Linked DNA regions of Mus musculus: regions 1 and 3 are each linked to region 2. A link is a contact called in public HiChIP or PLAC-seq data. All regions are on one chromosome and are shown on one strand. Each heading gives the region's core, a stretch centred on a gene start, on an enhancer-like site or on the middle of the called end of the contact. The rest is flanking DNA. Distances are from core to core; before and after follow the strand shown.

What was found. HiChIP or PLAC-seq counts read pairs in DNA pulled down with a chosen protein or histone mark.
Region 1: a contact with region 2 is called in an H3K4me3 HiChIP or PLAC-seq map of bone marrow-derived macrophages, with 5 times the contacts expected there. The contact joins two enhancer-like sites. A contact is called at or near these places in 3 of 39 promoter capture datasets (the HPC-7 cell line, cranial neural crest and maxillary cranial neural crest), 2 of 15 datasets of contacts at CTCF or cohesin (embryonic stem cells and stem cell-derived epiblast-like cells), 23 of 484 Hi-C or Micro-C datasets (B cells, the Ba/F3 cell line, the G1E-ER4 cell line and 11 more) and 5 of 115 datasets of contacts at active chromatin or transcription factors (astrocytes, bone marrow-derived macrophages, embryonic basal ganglia and 2 more).
Region 3: a contact with region 2 is called in an H3K4me3 HiChIP or PLAC-seq map of bone marrow-derived macrophages, with 6 times the contacts expected there. The contact joins two enhancer-like sites. A contact is called at or near these places in 1 of 39 promoter capture datasets (cranial neural crest), 4 of 484 Hi-C or Micro-C datasets (the G1E-ER4 cell line, cerebellum and embryonic stem cells) and 2 of 115 datasets of contacts at active chromatin or transcription factors (bone marrow-derived macrophages and embryonic stem cells).

What each region holds. Positions count from the first base shown.
Region 1 is chr13:41,582,446-41,585,724 of GRCm38.p6, forward strand. The region is part of intron 1 of Gm32184 (a long non-coding RNA gene); the gene reads right to left. Among named protein-coding and RNA genes, the nearest start is that of Tmem170b, 22 kb to the right of the region's middle. Within about 2 kb of position 1,491, at least 99 of the 459 cell types and tissues checked have an H3K27ac peak or open chromatin away from gene starts, as enhancers often do. A contact at or near this core is called in the G1E-ER4 cell line and bone marrow-derived macrophages, where this site is marked.
Region 2 is chr13:40,852,761-40,856,067 of GRCm38.p6, forward strand. No RefSeq gene overlaps it. Among named protein-coding and RNA genes, the nearest start is that of Mir5124a, 11 kb to the right of the region's middle. Within about 2 kb of position 2,016, at least 154 of the 459 cell types and tissues checked have an H3K27ac peak or open chromatin away from gene starts, as enhancers often do. A contact at or near this core is called in the G1E-ER4 cell line and bone marrow-derived macrophages, where this site is marked.
Region 3 is chr13:41,550,642-41,553,729 of GRCm38.p6, forward strand. The region is part of intron 2 of Gm32184 (a long non-coding RNA gene); the gene reads right to left. Among named protein-coding and RNA genes, the nearest start is that of Tmem170b, 54 kb to the right of the region's middle. Within about 2 kb of position 1,535, at least 33 of the 459 cell types and tissues checked have an H3K27ac peak or open chromatin away from gene starts, as enhancers often do. A contact at or near this core is called in bone marrow-derived macrophages, where this site is marked.

The sequences.
Region 1 (3,279 bases), core at 241-2,740, 730 kb after region 2:
ATATCTGATACACAGAATATCTGATATGTGTTCCCCCCCCCACCCCAAAGTGATTTTGACTCACAGGTTGAGAACCGCTGACCTAGAATGTACTGAAGTATCAGTAAATGTATGTCATAAAAATTCCATCAGAACAAATAGCTTGTAGCTTTTAAATAAGGGAGTGTGTCAGGTTTAAAGATCTGCTCATTACGTCTGCCAACTAAGGGAGTTATGACATGAATTGTCAAGACATGAAAAGAAACAGAAGGCAGAAATTGGAATGCTAATAAATCATTATGTTCCTGTGACTGTTTACAGAGACGTGGGCTTCTTTTATCACTGCGGAACTGGGTGGAGGACAGAGAGAGTTACTAAATCATTTTCACTTTATATATTAAGGCCTTCAGTTCTAAAGCTATTTAAAAGGAAATATAGGCTGCCTGTCCAGATGTTATTAGGCAGAAACGTTTCTGAAGTTCACGGTTGATATCCTGACAGCTGCGATTTACTATTTTCAGTTGTCTAAATGTGCAGGTAGTCAAGCTTGTTGCCAGATCCATTTCTTTGGAGCCATTGACTCTCTTGGAAAAGGGAGGGGCTGCATGTACTGACATTTGATTCTGCAGTCGCTTTGAAGTCATGTCTAGAGCTGTTTGGCTTGTCTTTAAATAAAAACAGTAGCAGCAGAAACCATATATATCCTTGGACCTATAATTCACCAAGTGCGAGCTGGCAATTACTGGTAACATACAGTACATCGTTAGACTCTGAGTCAGAGAAGGCTGAAATTCACCTACTTTTATGCAACCAGTGCTTATGACATGGAATATGCTCAGAAGTGAGTGATTAATAAATAAATTAATAAATATTTTGGGGGTAGAGAAAATTATTTTATGTAGTATAAATACCAGGTGCCTACTACATTTAGTTAGTGAGAAAAATTAATAAAGTACTAACTTCTTGGTAAATAAAATGTTACTTCGAGTTAGTTTCCAGTAATTAAGAAGTCGCTTTTATCAGGTCAGCCCATTGCCAGATGGTGACTATAATCTCAACACAAAATAGAAGTTACAAGAATCTGAAGACACCAACAGGTTTGAAAGAAGCTGGAAATACATTTATACTTGAAAGAAGGAAATGGTGCAGGATGATTCCTTTTTTGACACAAATATTTGTCTGCGGGTGGGCCTTAGTCACAGTGGGTAAAATTCTAAAAGAAATCCAGTCTTACTGACTTGGCTATGGAACAGGATTTGGGAAACCATGGTAACTGGAGAAGGAGAAGAGAAAGTCTGGGCAGGAAGAAGCCCTGGCCACCACATGGGCAGGGTGTCCTGTAGATTAGCCTGGCCCAGACTGGGTTCATTCTGTTACTATCTGTGCATAGAGAGGACGTCGGACAGGCCAGCTAAGTCTGCAAGAACTAAACAGAGTTTCAAGCTGTCCCATTTCAGGAAAAACATAGCCGGTGATCAAATGAAAGTGAAACTAATTGCTTGCCTTACGTCAAAAACAGGGCTGGGGATTTAGCCCAGTTAGTAGAGTGATGGCCTAGTGTGTGTGAAGGCCTGGGTTCATGCCATACCACATAAATGTCGATGGTATACCATACAGGCCTGTAGTCCCAGCAATCAATAGGTAGAGGCAGAAAAACTGGAAGTTCAGGATCCCTCCTTAGCTATATAGTGAGTTTGAGCTCACCTGTGATACACAAAACCCTGCTTCAAAGAGTAAAAACAAAAAATCAACACACACAGATTGACTGAACAGAAACCAGTCCTAAAAATCAGTCACACTATGCGCCAACTGATCCAAATGATAATTCACACTACAGTCCAAAGGACTCCGCATTTCTAGACTTAGAGAGACACAGGAAAATGTCACTAAACACAATTTGTCTTAAAAGGCAAGTGTGATAGGATGAAGACACAGACACAGGAATTAACATTTAAGGATATAAAGTGCTATTATAACCAGTGTGCGGACTCAAAGGAACACTTACAATGAATGAACAAATAGAAACATCTTAACAGTGGAATCAAAACCACAAAAGAAAATTGTCAGCATTTGTGGGGACGTTGTCAGGAAGCCCAGCATCACCCGCAGCAGATCAAGGAGTTACCCTAACATGTTTTGGGACCTCTACTTGTGCTAAACCAAGATTCATCACTTCAATGAAGAAAACAACTTCAGAGGACAGGCCAGTTTATGGTGCTGAGTTGGAATTTAGTAAAGATATCTTAATATACATGTGATATACATTTAAGCACTGATCTTTAGAGAGAGAGAGAGAGAGAGAGAGAGCAGAAGGGTGGTCTGGTGCCACAGGCTTTTAATCCCAGCACTCAGGAGGCAGAGGCAGGCAGATCTCTGAGAGTTTGAGGTACCCTGGTGTGCACAGTGATCCAGCCAAAGCTACCTACAGAACCCCTGTCTCAAACTCCCTTCCCCAAATAAAAAACTGAAAGGACAACATAAACTCCATTTGTTTCCCTTTAAGGACCAGGCCTGAATTTGAAAAGAAGACCATAAGGCGCCAGCTCCAGGAACAGATCATAAGTCCCAGGAACTAGGCCATAAGGGAACAGACCATAAAATCCAGGAACAAGGTCATAAAACCCCCTCCCAAGGAAGAGCTTGCTGCTAACCACACGAATGGGAGAATATCTTATCTCAGAATCTGTGCTGGGCAGCCCTATCTCACCCCATGGTTAAATATTCACGACATAGGAATGCAGACCACTGACTATCTGTGACCCCCTAGCACCCACTAATGAAAGTTTAGATTACCTAATCCTTCTAGAAAATTTCCCTAATTCCCTTTAAGAAGGCCTGCTTGCCTTTGTCTGGGCTCGCCATTTCCAAGAACAGTTGACCCCTGCATGCTGGTTTCTGCAGAATAAATGTTCTCTGTTTTTGCATACTATCTGAGTCTGGGGACTTCCTTCAGCGACTTTCAGACCCTTCCAAAAGAAGAAACAGAGAGGCACTCAGAAAGAAAGACAAGACACCCCTGAGCACATGGGCCTGTGATTCTCTGAGACAAAGCTGATGCTTGTTGCTTTTGCTTTATGATAGTCAAAGTATTTGGGTGGGATGGGAAGCTACCATCTCCAAAAGTTTGCTAAGAAGCCTGAATGGGCACAGAGAGGCCTGAACTGATGAGGTAAAAGATGCTTGCCTTACTCACCAGAGAGAGACAGAGAGAGAGAGAGAGAGAGAGAGAGAGAGAGAGAGAGAGAGAGAGAGAGAGAGAGATTGATTCAGGCCTTAAACCTGGGCTCTTGGTACTTCAAC
Region 2 (3,307 bases), core at 766-3,265:
CATGTTGCAAACGGACTGTGACAATCTCTTCCTTATTCTTTCAGACAAGGGCAAAGTTACAGATTTTAAGAGGTAACTGTCACTCTCTGGATTTTAAAATGCACATCAATCTCTCTCTTCCAGAATATCTCCTGTGAAGCTCGAACTTCACTCAACCAATAACAGGCTAAAATGAAAAATGAACCCTTGAACCAAGGGGCTAGTGATATGGCTGAGTGGGTAAAAGGGCCTGTAGCCAAACCTGAGGACCTGAGTTCAACTCACCAGGACCTGTATGGTGGAAGGAAAAGCAGTTGTTCTCTGACCACCACACACATGCGCACGTGCACACACACACCATGAGAGTGTGCATGCCCACGTACACGTGTGCACACACACACAATTTTTTTTTTAAAGAAAGGAAGCAACCCAGGACCCTGTAGAGTTACAAGTGTGTGAGGACTTTCCTTGTTATTTTAAAGATCAAGTAAGCAAATTAACATGTCCTTCCTTCCTTCCTTCCTTTCTTCCTTTTTTCCTTCCTTTCTTTCTTTCCTTCTTTCTTTCTTTCTTTCTTTCTTTCTTTCTTTCTCTTTTTTTTTCTTTTCATTTACTTCGGAGAAAAACTCTCATTATGTAGCTCATAGCAGCCTCAGACACTTACTTAATCCTCCAGTGTCTGTCTCCCAAGGGCTGAGATGACCCCTGTGCCTTTGTTGAAACTTAGTCGACCCTCTTTCCTCAATTGATAACACCTTAGCCAAACAGAGAACAAAGCACCAACTGGCTCATTGCAGACTGGTCTGTAAGACACAGGGAGACTGGCGTTCCTGGGCTTGGCTACCCTGCAGCAGGATGGACCTTGTTTCTTTGACCTCTAATCTACAGGGAGGTGATACTCCTTGGCACTCTTCTTAATGCAGGCTCAACCTAATATAGAACTCTACCCACAGAAGCTGTGGTTTTTGTTTCCTTAACTTCAAAATCAGATTGTGAAATTGATCAGGAATAGACCCCATACTAATACCAGTGTCTAAGATATACCCAACATGTAAAAATATATCCACCCTTACAAAATACGTGTGATGGCTAGTCTTGGTTCTCAACTTGAAATATCTAGAACAGAGAAACCTCAGTTAAAGAACTGGGTGTCTCAGACTGGCTGGTGGGCATGTCTGGGAGCAGTTTCTTGATTGGTAATGATGTAGGACGATCCAAAATACTGTGGGTAGTACTATTCCTAGGCAAGTGGGCCTGAGCTGTACAGGAAATATTGCTAAACAGGAGCCCAGGAGCAAGGCACTAATGATTATTCCCCCATATTCTGTACGTCATTTCCGGTCTCCAGGTTCCTACTGGAGTTCCTGTCTCTTTTTTACTTCATGATGGACTGTAAACTAAGATGAAATAAACGCTCTCCTCCCCAAGTTGCTTTTTGATCATGACTTTTATAAACAACAACAGAAAACAAACTACAACAGCATCCAACCTAAAACTATAAATACACTCGAACCTGTTGATTTTCTGCAACAAAGCGGGGCTGTCAAAACTCCTGTGGTCTGGGGCTCACCTCCTCGCTAAGCACTTAGCCCACAAAGCCTGCGATGGCCGGACACATCAACACAGAAGGGCTCCGGATCTTTCAGCCCCAGCTCCAACCTTGTTCCACCTCAGTTACCTATCTTGTCTGAACTTGACAAGACCCGCTTCATTTCTCCTTCCCTACTGCCCTGTTTCCCGCCATTTTAAATTAAACCCTAGAACCTGATCATTTTCTACCCATCATTCTTCCCGGTGACTTCTCTTCAAGGTCTAAAATTAGCTTGGACACCACGGAGCAGCCATGAGCAGGGTGTGATAGCTGCCTTGCCGCCAGTCTTCCAGTAGCCCCAGGATCGAAAGGGAAAAAAAATTCCTTAAGACTCATGGGTGACTAGCTACGAAAGGAAACCCACATCCAGAGGCTGTTTAGGGGAGTCCTCACCAGACCGAGATAGAGGGGTTGGGAGGAACCTGTCTTCTCAAATTACACCCCGCGGGAGCTAAGAACAGGAGAACACGTGACTCTTAGAGGCTCCGAGCTTGGGAAGAGCCTCCTCCCTTCACCCAATCCAGGGAACTTTTTAACCAGGCTCCCTGGCTATTTTAAACCCCTGGTGCTTCAGGCTGTTTCCTGTGACTGCAAACATTCGGGAGAGTGAGACAGGGCTCCGAATTCAACAATAGTAAAAAATTAAAACTGTAAGGGTTTTTTTTTTTTTTTGGGGGGGGGGGGGGTTGGTGGTGGTAGGTTTTTTTTTGTTTTTTTTTTTTTTAAGGCAGGGGGATGGAGAGCAGGAAATGAACGCAGGAAGATGCCTGTGAACTTCATATTTAAAAAATGAGTTTGATGCAGGCTTTTACCAGGCATTCCTAGATTCAAAAAGTTCCACCAGCTTATTTGGTTTCTAATTTGGGCCCAGAGGTGATGTCATGATAAAATGAGTTGTGGGAAATCCACATTTCATGGTGGTACAGGTGAGACTGAAGTAGTCCCTTTTCACAGGCACTGGCGTAAATTCAGTCCTCAGGAGCGTTAACTTGATGTAACAGAAACTGGTTAAAGTCCTTCAGGGAGAGTATGCCCTAAGGTAGCAGCGATATGTTCCATTGACCTCTGAAACAAATACATGCTCTGAGAATTATTGAATAACCAGCAGATCTATCCTGGTTCCTGATTTTTTTTTTTTTTTTTAATCTGGTCACCTCCTGGATTTGGAACGCTGGGCATCAACTTTGAGCTAATGGCCAACCTGGGTTGAGCTTTCTCTTTCCCCCTTGGGTCGCTCATCGCCCTCCTATTGGGCAAACATAGAATTCAGGATATAGAATGGTTACCTCTGGGGCAGTGAAGAGGCTCCAGAAAGAAAGAGCCTTCAGAGATGGCAAAGAGCACTTGCTATGCTCACAGAGGACTAGGGTTCAGTTGCTTCCACCCACAGGGTAGTTCACAGCGATTTGTAACTCCAGTTTCAGGGAATCCAACAGCCTCTTGTGACGATCTCCAGCCCCAGGAGTGCTCATGGTACACATACATAAATGCGGGTAAGATACTTCTGCACACTAAGTAGAAATAAATCATATATAATAATGCTCATTTTTTTATTATTTATGGGTGGTGTGTGTATTGTGTGTGTGTGTACACATGTATATTGTATGTACTTCTATGTGTATATGGAGGTCAAAGGACAATCTATGGGTAACTTCTCTCCTTCTCTCATGTGGGTCCCAGGAACGGAACTCAGGTGTTGTTGACACATGCCTTTCCTGTTGAGCCATCTTCTCCCCA
Region 3 (3,088 bases), core at 285-2,784, 700 kb after region 2:
TTGGGTTAGGCTCTCTCAACTTCCTCATGTCCCTGCCTCCACTGTCTTGTCAATTTCCAGCTTTGGGGTGTGGCCTCAGACCGACAGCTCTCCGGGCTTCCAGGATTTTTGCTTTGGTTTGAGCTGAGCTTGCATCTTTGCTCCTCTTGCTTGGGTTTCCAGCTTCTTGAAATGAGTGAGTACTTAATTCCCCTGGCTCTTCAGCCTGTCGACATGGGCTATAAGAATACTCAGCTCTGATCATATAAGTCAGTCTAATAATTTCTCTCACACTCATGAAATCCTCTCTCTCTCTCTCTCTCTCTCTCTCTCTCTCTCTCTCTCTCTCTGTCCCTCTCTCTCTCATGCATACATACACACTCCTACAGTCACACACACACAGCAATTGCCATGTGATTTCACTGAAGTACAGGTCTGCCTTCCCAGTCAGGATATGAAACGACAGCAGCAAATATTTCTGATGCGTTTCATTCCTCTTCTCACATCACTGCTGTACCTGGCTCTGTGACTCCATTCACTCCCGTTCACTATCGAATGAAAGCTATGGGGTGGAGTGAGACTAGAACTCACTGAAGAGTGGCAGAGATGGTCTAGAAGACGGCAGAGCCGAAAACTCAGGCTTGGGTAAAGAGTGTAGGAGAAAGATCGACAACCCAGCTCCGGGTAGACTATAGTAAAGGGGTGTGAGAGACTGGAGACCCCTCCACAGCACACAGAGTGCAGAGAGAGTCAGAGAGCTAACGCAGAGTCACAGAAAGTCAGTCAGGTCCCTAGAGCACTTCCAAAGGGGTAGTCAGCCAATGGGCCCAAATCAGCCAGTCACTTCTTCACTAAATTGCTTTCCATCTGGTTATTTTATTTTCACTACAGAAAAATAGCAAGTATAACAGGCATGCACCACCACCATCCCTGGCTTAGAACAAAAACAAAGACCAAAGACACCCATAAACAATAACTTTTTAAATGTGGTTATCTCCATCCAGTATAAACAGTAAGTGTGATGTTTAAGAGTCACATAAATAACAACCTCACTCCAACGTCCTGACTCTTAAATGGGTGGCAGGATCCTGGACACTTATTAAATCATTAAAGTTCAGTTAAGAGGCTAGGTTAGTTCAGCGGTTGGAATGTTTGCCGCTCCCACAGAGGACCTGAGTTTGGTCAACATCCACAGGCTCCTAACTGTGTTTGCAGCTCCAGGGGGTCTGACTCCCTCTCCTAACTTCTGAGGGAATCCTCACACACATGTGTGCGCGTGCTCAGAGAAGCTGGGCAGCCTTCAGGAATTGCATGTGGTCATCTCTGTGGGTGTGCGGGGATGGTGTCAGAGAGAAATGCGGTGGGAAAAATAGACGCAGGGCCAATTACAAATCGCCAAATGGTATGTAAGAAATGAGGATTTCGGTGCAGTCAGTGGAAAATTGTGAACAGTTTTTAAACAAGGAAGTGATGTTTTAAACAATAGAGATTATGAAACAGCATGAGAGGGGGGAGCATCATAAAAAGAAACTGGAAGACAGTCGGCTCATCAGCAAGCTGTGTAAGGGCCCGACAGGCAAGGTAGCTCCGAGAGCTGTACACGTAATCTCAGCACGGGGAGGCCAAGGAAAGATTGTGAGATGGGGCCAGCCTAAGCTACACAGGTAGACCCTTTCTCTAAAAATGAAGAGAAGAAAGGGAGTGGGAGAGAGACAGAGACAGACAGTGACAGAGAGCAAGAGAGAGCGAGAGAGACAGAGACAGAGAAGTGGAGGTCTCGTTGTATAACATGGTGGTGAAAATGATTGGAGGACTCAGAGGTAATTTTGCAGGAAGTAACTGCACTGTAGAGGAAGAAAATGACGGCCTGCTTCTTTTTCTTCCAGCGTGATCAAAGCTAAGGTATTGAGTTAGAGAAGTGCAGGGGATAAGAGGAGACTGGGGTATAGGCAAGAAGTCTGGGGTAAAATAAAGGCCCCTGATGTTTCCAGTAAGTGGGGAGAACTCAAGAGCAGACAGAAAAGGAGAAACCCCTTTAAGAAGGTGGTCGATGCAGGGATGGGGGAAGTCAGGAAACACAGGCTGGACGGTCACAGGAGAATCCCTAAGACTGTGGAACCAATGGCTTATGGAGTGACATGGTGGCTTCTTCCTCTTCCTCTTTCCTCCTCCTCCTCCTCCTCCTCCTCTACTTCCTTCTCCCCCCTTCTCCTCTCCCCTTTCTCCTCTTCCTCTTCAGAATTCACGTGGTAGAACAGAGCCTAAGGGTGGCAAAGGCAGTCAAGACGGAACTGGAACGAGCTGGTTCCCAAAGGAAGGCGAAGGATGGACACAGAGCTGAGTGATCAAGGAAGGGTACAACTCTCAAAAAAACAAAACAAAACAAAAACTAAGAAAAGAAAAAAATACTAAAATATACAAAAGTGAATCCAATTGGGACTCTTAAGAAACCTGCTAGAGTTTCTTCCTCAAATTAGCCATTGTTTTGTTGTTTTGTTTGTGTGTGTGTTTGTTGGTTTAATTCTTTCATCTCACATTCAACCTTGGAAAAAGAGTTTCATTTTTAGGAGGTATATGGCTCCTCGGGAGTCCTCGTGCTGTGCTCGCGAGTAAGACAGGGAGCCTTTTCTGAGATAGAATGAAAGCTGTTGTGACTATGTAGACACAGCTGGGTGTGTTCCAGAGTACTGGATCAGGCACTCAATCCAGAGGATCGCATGTTCCAACTAAACTAGGCTACTTAGTAGACATGGTAAAAGCACTGTTTCTAGGTGTTCATCAGAGTAGATGATTTCCACAGTCATGGGGAGGGAACTTAGGAAACTCATCCTCAGAGACTCTGAAAAACCAAGCTAACCGTATGGGTCACCTTGCTTGCCTGTCACTTCTAAAACAAGATGTTTGAATGTTCTTCGTGGTCCAGAGCTTTTCTGGATCTCCTAAGTGGAAACGATGGCGCCTCCTGGCTTTTCCCTGCCCACATCTCCACTGAATTTACCTGTAAACCTTGCTCTGCCTGCATCCTGGATCTGTTTCCTCCCATCCCTCCCTGACACAAAAGCAATTTGGGAAAGAGAGGCTGTGCCCCCCCCCCCCCTCACAGTTTGAA